Linked DNA regions of Zea mays: regions 2 and 3 are each linked to region 1. A link is a contact called in public Hi-C data. All regions are on one chromosome and are shown on one strand. Each heading gives the region's core, a stretch centred on a gene start, on an enhancer-like site or on the middle of the called end of the contact. The rest is flanking DNA. Distances are from core to core; before and after follow the strand shown. Region 1 holds the start of LOC100194077. Region 2 holds the start of LOC103627279 (pentatricopeptide repeat-containing protein At2g29760, chloroplastic). Region 3 holds the start of LOC100277858.

Region 1 (2,756 bases), core at 123-2,622:
GTGTATCCGTTCACCTTTTCCAATTTCTTTTACACACACCTACCCTTTTCACTCAAAATATAAATTCCCACTAGACATCGGTCTACGAAACGCTAAACCGTCGATTACCTTCGTTTAATCATTACCACTATAATGCTTATATTTGATACACGTAAAAATAAATTCACTATTTAAATAAACAATGTTTTACATATGAAAATGATAAAACAAATATTACACTCTATCTTAGCCAAAAATACAGACTATTCATTTTGAATTAAAGACAACTGTTTTGGACTACTGCAGCCACAATCTATAAAGACAAAACACTGTAGAAACAGTAAAATCGCTACAAATTAAAGCTAAACGAACAGTTTGGAGAACCGTATGGGTTGAAAAGAAGTCTGACCTCTCTTTTTTATAGCGTACTCGGTTCGCTCGTCCTTCTTCAACTAACGCGGTGGTAATATATGTGAGTGTTGCATTACATGTGGTCCTGTCGTGCTGCGCTTGGATGAGTTCTCACGATTCAACCGTACGCGAGAAGCGCGTGACAGGAACAGACCCACATGCTTCACATGTGACACGTAACGCACGAAACTTATATTTTAAAGGAGTATATATTATTTTGTTTAAACGGTTTATTTATGGACGAGTCACTTAAATAGGTTTTAGTAAAGGGACAACTAAAAAAATCACATAATATAAAATGGAGTATTTAGAATCGTTCACATCATAAATATAATTAACAAACATTATATGTGAAAGTCATATAGAGACAAACACTTTAGAAAAAAATTCATATATTTTTATTTAACTTCTTGATTTTGTCATTTAATTTCTTAAAGACATCTATTTTAGACGATGTATTAAGGTTTTGATTATTTCCTTTTAAGATTATATAATCTAGCTTACGAATTATATAATCACCTAATGATCTGTTTATAGATTACTATAATCTAGATATTTAGATTATATAATCAACATAATAATCTTTGTTGTTTATTTATCTTTTATTTTATTTACACTGAATTATATAATCTACTAGAGGGTAGATTTGTATATACCTAAACAACCGCACCCTTTAAATTCGATTCTAGTCCTATACTGCCTGTCTCCGTTCTGTTGCGCTCTGAAATCCACATATACCCACAGATTCGTTTTTTCCTCGAACAAACAGATACGCTCGGGTTTCAACAGCGTCGTCTGCCAGCGCGATCTCACCATCTTCCTCCTCCCATTGCGCGTCACCAACTCGAGAACGGAACAAGACGAAACCTTTTCTGTTCCCCGCTTCCTCCTCCACCTCCTTCCTTTTCCTGTTTATTTATTTTTTTTCCTTTCCATCTCCTAAATACTAGTAATATACTTCGCCTCCTCCTCTCTCTCTCTCTCTCTCTCTCTCTCTGTCCTACCCTTCCCCTATCCGCCTCCGCCGCCCTCGTTCCTCAACGCGGCGACGACCGCCGCCTACCGCACGTCCTAGCCCGGCGCCGCCCCTGACTCCCGCGTCCCGCCCGTCGCCGGAGGGAAACGGGGGCCGGTGGCGCGGGACCCGACGACTGCAACGCAGCAGGCATTCGCCGCCACGCGGGTCACCGAGGTTCGCGCCTGTCTCTTACTTTCCTGTTGCTAAGGGTTGGGCGGTACCTTTGCTTACGGAATCCTGATTGAGTTTTCTGCCCGTGTTCTACGATTAATTCTAGGGTTTTGTAAGCCCGGCTTCGGCGGCGTGATCGGGTGCGGAGGCTGCGGTGAGGGCATTGGATGTTCTAGACCCGTACGGGACCCTGCTGACCTCCTGTCGCAATGGAGGAGTCTGGCGCGGCCGTGCGCGGCGAGGAGGATCGTGTTGCTGACGCCCAGCGCTTGGGGCCAGCGGAGGTCGCTCTGTCTACTGCCACCGCCCCTGAACCGGTCCATGGATTGGGGGATGCCGCAGTAGAGGTATGTCATGCTCCGGAAGCTAGATTGTCCACAGAGATTGGTGACGAAGGGAGCAATTTCGCGTTTGGATTGGTGACTCCTGTCGATTGTGCTTCTTCCTCCCATCGAGGAAGAAGGTTTCAGCTAGGACAGGAGAAGGGTTCGAGTTCAGAGCAGAGGGTCATGGACATGGATGAACGGAAGGAAGGTAGTTTGGCTCCTGCGGCGTCTGCTGAAAATGCTGCTTTGCAGACCTGTCATGAGGTCAATGACAGGCTGTCGAATAAGACGATACCTTATCCTCCTTGCAGTGAAGTGGTATGTTCCAAGGATGCTGGATGCCTTTATGGCATGTTTGATAAAACGGCAGAAGGGAGCCAGTTTGAGCATGTGGGTTTGACGGGTGACGGAGGTGATTGTCGTGCCGTGGTGGAGGTAGTAAAGGAAACCGTACAAGATTTACTGGCTGCTCGTAACGGAGCAAAATGTGGTTATGAAGGTTTGTCAGTTTCAATGGACCATGGCAGCGAGCAAGAGCCACGTGGCATAGGATCTATCACGTTTGCTAACGATGAGCTGCAGCCAAATGGTTTGGTATCGGATATTGAAGCTGTTTCGAGGCCAGCTCATATAGATTCAGTTCCTTCCATTCCAGGGAGCATTGATCTTTCTTTAGATCTAAAGGCAGGTCAGTTTGGTGGAATGTCTGGTGATTCAGGGACGTGCCATGGGGCTGACAGAGCGATGCGGAATGATGATTTTACCCATGACAGTGGGGACTTGTCAGACCCAGGGAAGCATCATTTGGAGAAATTGCCATCTGGTGCTGAGGGCCTGGCATTAATAACTGA
Region 2 (2,756 bases), core at 105-2,604, 490 kb before region 1:
AGTTCCTCATTGGTGAGGATAGCCTAAGGAGGCATTGGAGTTGACATTGATGTCTCATCCTTTTTGATTAACCACTGACAGGTCTACTATGTTTATGGGTTCATGTTGCTGGTCTTTCTGATACTCATCATTGTCACCATATGTGTAACAATTGTCGGTACATATTTCTTGCTAAATGCGGAGAACTACCACTGGCAATGGACTTCATTCTTCTCTGCTGCTTCCACTGCGGTGTATGTTTACCTCTACTCCATATATTATTACCACATGAAGACCAAGATGTCTGGATTCTTCCAGACCAGCTTCTATTTCGGCTACACTCTAATGTTCTGCCTAGGCTTAGGAACACTATGCGGTAAGCTCTTCTGCTATCTTGTGGTAGACAAACTATGGTATCGTTAGTTTAATACTGCTTGGTGCTTTTGCTAGGTGCCGTCGGGTATCTTGGATCGACATTGTTTGTGAGGAGGATCTACAGGAACATAAAGTGTGACTAAGTGAAGATAATATCGCCCCATTTTGGGTCAGCGCAGAGAAAATGTATGGCAGAGCCTTATTTGATTGAGCGATCACTGATTCTAAAACCAAGAACGCAGGTCATTTTGTGAAATATGATCGTTGCTTGGCGCCGAGCTGAAAGCCATGTTTTTCTATTCTTGTCCTCGTTTCTCTCTGATTTCTTCTGGACTTGGACAGGCAACAAATTTTCATGTTGAATTAGTTATATATATAGCGGTGGTTGTAGTTGTTGAGTAGTTCTGTAGTATATACCACAATTGTTATCCTTGGCCCCAATGATACCTCAGATTGATGGGTATAAACTGTAACATTTACATTACCTGATGTTTGACGATGAACACAGTTCCAAATAATCATGTTCGGTACTGGAGGATCGAGATTTTTGAGAGGCAACATCAAAGAAAAAATGTTTGATATTATACCGAAATGGAAACTTAGATCGTAAATGTTTCATGCATAAATCTGAAACTACTGTACAGTATGAGCTTGTCAGTACTGAAATGGAACATTAGATCATAAATAACAAAAATATAAGTCTACTGATATTAGGCTGTCTTCAGCAACTCTCTGTAATGATATATTCAGTAGATGCTCTATCCGATTCTGTATCTCATTCTTTATTTCAAAATTCTCTACAAACAGCACAGAAGATAATCTAAAAACTCGACCTGCAACACAGGTCGAGAAAACAACTGTCCTAGCTTCTGTACTTAATTTGCATGAACCAGCGCTTCCCATGGAAACAACTGTCCTGTCAAGGAAGCACTTCAGCTTGTACACTGGGATCAAGTCGATCTCCTCTAGTATTTGGCACAAATCTTGGCACGACCAGCAGCAGATTGTCCACCCGTTTCTCATGCCCACCCCCCGCCGCCACCTCTGCTTCCTCCGCGCACTCGTTGGGCTCCGCTCCACCGGCGCTGCTGGCTTTTCCTCGGCTCCTACACGCGGGTGCCCACTCCACGCCGCGCTAGCGCGCCGCGGCGCCCCCGCGGCCGCCGCGCTCGCTCTCTTTTCCAGCATCCGTGCCGCGACATTGCCGACCCCCTACACCTTCTCCCTCCTGCTCGCCTCCCTCGCCGCGTCCTCCTCCCGCTCCCGCACCCCCTCCGCTGCCGTCTGCGATCGACTCGCTGCGGCGGGGCTTGCGCATGGGCAGGCGCTCAAGCACGGCGCGCTCGCACACCCCGTCGTCACCAACTGCCTCCTCAAGCTCTACTGCGCGCTCGGCATGCTCTCCGACGCGCGCAGGGTGTTTGATACTAGCGGTGCCACCTCCCTGGACGCTTTCTCCTGGAACACGATGGTGTCAGGGTACGGCAAGTGCGGCGACCTAGAGGCCGCGCGGGAGGTATTCGTCAGAATGCCCGAGAGGGGCCTGGTTTCCTGGAGCGCAATGATCGACGCTTGCATCCGTGCTGGGGAGTTCAGTGAGGCACTGAGGATGTTCGACCAGATGATGGGAAATGGGTTCAGGCCAGACGCCGTGGTGCTATCGAGCGTGCTCAAGGCTTGTGCGCATCTGGGTGCTCTTGAGAGGGGGCGGTGGGTTCATAGGTTTCTCAAAGCAGAGGGGCTTGGGAGGAGTCCGGATAATGTCATGCTTGAGACGGCGCTTGTCGATATGTATTGCAAGTGCGGGTGCATGGATGAGGCATGGTGGGTCTTTGATGGAGTCCAGAGCCAAGATGTGGTGTTGTGGAATGCAATGATTGGTGGGCTTGCGATGAATGGGCATGGAAAACGCGCACTTGAGTTGTTCAGAAGGATGCTTGATATGGGGTTTGTGCCAAATGAGTCAACGTTTGTTGTTGTTCTTTGTGCGTGCACCCACACAGGTCGTGTGGACGAAGGTAAGGAGATTTTCAGGTCCATGTGTGACCATGGCATCGAGCCACGGAGGGAGCACTACGGGTGCTTGGCTGATCTCCTTGGACGTGCAGGACTCCTGGAAGAAGCCGAGGCTGTGTTGCTGGACATGCCGATGGAGCCACATGCATCACAGTGGGGGGCTCTAATGTCATCATGCTTGATGCACAACAATGTTGGTGTGGGTGAACGTGTAGGAAAGAAACTTATTGAGCTAGAGCCAGATGATGGTGGACGTTATGTTGTTCTGTTCAATCTGTATGCAGTTAATGGTTTATGGGAAGATGCAAAAGCTCTTCGTAAGATGATGGAAGAGAGGGGAGCCAAGAAGGAGACAGGTTTGAGCTTTATAGAGTGGAATGGTTTAG
Region 3 (2,756 bases), core at 110-2,609, 280 kb before region 1:
TTCATAATGTACAATATATGAAGTGCAATTACTAGTTATTTAAATGAGAAATGTTGCATAAGCTATTTCAATCACAACTCATTTTTTTACTAGATAAACCACATTGATCGTGCAAATGATAATGGCTTTATTTTTCTCCCATCCATATACAAGTATCCGGTATTCCCAGCTATGCCTAAGCAATTCAATAGCCGCTTCTGAGAGAATAGGACTGCAGATATTCACAATACAAGGTGTAAAAAAAACTTGTGTTGTCGTAAGGAACATAGTTATAGCTCCAGTCAAAAAAAAATGGAGTAGCTCCAAAGTGCCAATATATCGAATTGTATGCACTGAAGTTTGAAATGTCTAGACTTTTCTATGGATTGCAACAAACAGTTTTACTTTAGCACCAATAGTAGGCATGACAAGAAATTTAGGAATTTGAGATGGGCATCCAGAGGTGAACAAGGACACAAAAATGCAGGTAATTATGCCTTCAGGTCCTTTAGCCGTTGTACCAAACTGTAAATGAAGCTGAATCAAGTTTGAAATGCTGAAATAGACAGCTCAAGCAACTTTCCCCACTCCAATTTAACTACAATTGCAACCACGCCCACATGAAGAGCTGCAGAATCGCCATATGCCCAACTAGATCAGATAGTGGGTGGCCATGCGGGGTATGCTGATACAATCCTAAGCTACAACCTAACTGCAACAAACTGCTTCAGCAATGCCAGGAGTCCAGGACTGAACAGCACTGAAGCAGTCAATCTGGATCGAATTGAACAAGTGCTGGACAGTCAGTTTCCACATGAATCAGCACTGAAACATCCGGATGAGCAAAAGGAGAAGAAGGCTTGTGTGGTCGTGCGGAGGTAAAGCTTTGACCTTTGTGCGGCTTCGGCCTGGTTCTGGTAGAACTTGGCGAAGCGGCCGCGGTTGGCTGGCTTGGGTTTAGAGGGCTTTTTCGGGCGCAGGCCGGCGATCTCCTGCACCAGCGGCACGTGCACCAGCACCGTCCTCCACGCCACGTACCAGCCTGGGGCGACGAAGCGGATCAGGGAAGGGAACCCACGCAACTATTCAACTGAGGAGATAAGGGGAGGGGAGTCATACTGAGGAGGATGAGGGTGAAGACGAAGGCGATGGCAAGGACAGGGCGGATGAGGAAAACGACGGCGACTTCCGACGCAGCCGCCAGGCCGCCGCTCGCCATAGCGCCGGCGGCAGCTCAGTTCCGGCCTCGCAAGGAAGGGATCCGCTGGCGAGGTTATTGAGCCTATGGCATGCGAGGCCCGCGGAAGCAAGCAAAAAGCCTGCCTGCAGTAATGCAGTTGTAGCGCCGTTGACTTTGCTGGCAATGCAGGCAACCGGATTCGGGAGGAGGAAACAGAGTGTCATATACTCATATCGCAAGGCAATAACATTTGCGTAAAATCATGTCGCAAGACAATGATATTTGCGTAAAGTCACCCGTTGTCCATTGACAAGAGGCTACTGGTATATATGTGTCCTTTGTGTAAAATCACAGAAATTTGTCCTTTGAGTCAGTCACCAGGAGCTCAGGACATTCAGAACACAACTTTGCTCAAACGTTCATCAGAAGAAGCCGGCCTGGCAGCACGGGATGGTATAGCTGGGTGCAAAGGTTACAGAGAACTATTGACCCAATACTTTCAACTGAATCCCTCATCGCTGTTTAAATAACAACACAACACGGTTACATGTGCCCCCGCTTCCATCCTGATGTTTTTGTGGAAGATGCACGGGCAGGCTAACGAAGAAACAACACAATGCCCACATATGAAAATAGAACTCATAATGTAATGAGTCAGGCATTCCTATATGTTACAAGCTGACAGCAAATATGTTAGTGTGATCAGGAGCAACCTAATGCCTGTTCAGCAGAAAAGATCATTCGTCATGGTCATATTACATCATCTTACATTCTTACTGAACGAGAATAACACAGAAGAATGGCAAACCCACTATCGCTGGTATCCATGCTCCCTCAACATGGTTCCGGTTGCACCCTGCGCTTCCTTTTGGTAGGCTTTGTGGTACCATTGTCACTGGTAACTTGAGCCACAACAACTTTTTGAGTTGGTAGCTGGCCAATGAAGAGAACGTTTTGTGCCCAACCAGCATAGCTTCCAAATCTAGTAACAAAAGCATCGGCAACAACAACGCTAAGTTTTGGGGTCAAGCTCTTGCCAGCTAGCTCTGGTAATAGATACTGTGTAGCAACCTGCATTAGAATCCATATAGAGTTTAACACTCACATGAAATAGTCTTTGGATCATATTAATGGGGTGTTTGGTTTCTAGGGACTAATTTTTAGTCCCTCCATTTTAGTCTCTAAATTGCCAAAAACGGAAACTAAAACTCTATTTTAATTTCCATATTTGTCAATTTACAGACTAAAATGAAATAAAATATAAGGGCTAAAAATTAGTCTCTAGAAACCAAACACCCACTAAGTATAGACAGCAGACCTTCTACAGGTTGCATCCACAAGTTTGATTGAAAAATAATAAGAATTCAAAAAAAACACCCCAACATGAGTGGTACAGTCATTATGAATGCAGCAGGAATATGTATCTACACATGGTGATTGTTTTACTAGCGTTTCAAATAATATTTTTCCAAAAAAAAACAAACATAGTTTTGTTTTTTTAAGAGGGAACAAACCTAGCAATGAAGGCAGACCCAGTGCCGAATGCGCCCACATAAGTGGTGTCTAGGAAAAGAATAAACCAAGGCAAGCCTTCCCC

The links. A called contact is a pair of places that touch in the nucleus more often than the background predicts.
Region 2: a contact with region 1 is called in a Hi-C map of leaf, with 2.8 times the contacts expected there. The contact joins the promoter of LOC103627279 here to the promoter of LOC100194077 in region 1. A contact is called at or near these places in 6 of 25 Hi-C or Micro-C datasets (ear, endosperm, leaf and 1 more).
Region 3: a contact with region 1 is called in a Hi-C map of leaf, with 9 times the contacts expected there. The contact joins the promoter of LOC100277858 here to the promoter of LOC100194077 in region 1. A contact is called at or near these places in 8 of 25 Hi-C or Micro-C datasets (bundle sheath, ear, leaf and 2 more).

Annotation. Positions count from the first base shown.
Region 1 is chr5:175,976,875-175,979,630 of Zm-B73-REFERENCE-NAM-5.0, forward strand. It overlaps LOC100194077, which reads left to right and starts at 1,373. Exons shown (of 18, transcript NM_001359384.1): 1 at 1,373-1,582; 2 at 1,686-2,756. The coding sequence starts at 1,789.
Region 2 is chr5:175,489,729-175,492,484 of Zm-B73-REFERENCE-NAM-5.0, forward strand. It overlaps LOC103627279 (pentatricopeptide repeat-containing protein At2g29760, chloroplastic), which reads left to right and starts at 1,355. Exons shown (of 4, transcript XM_008647567.4): 1 at 1,355-2,756. The coding sequence starts at 1,376. LOC100272502 reads left to right here. Exons shown (of 12, transcript XM_008683160.4): 11 at 82-355; 12 at 430-907. The coding sequence ends at 497.
Region 3 is chr5:175,697,365-175,700,120 of Zm-B73-REFERENCE-NAM-5.0, forward strand. LOC100277858 reads right to left here and starts at 1,360. Exons shown (of 3, transcript NM_001151317.2): 1 at 1,099-1,360; 2 at 871-1,021. The coding sequence starts at 1,198. LOC100273912 (N-glycosylase/DNA lyase OGG1) reads right to left here. Exons shown (of 3, transcript NM_001148304.1): 3 at 1,647-2,230. The coding sequence ends at 1,994.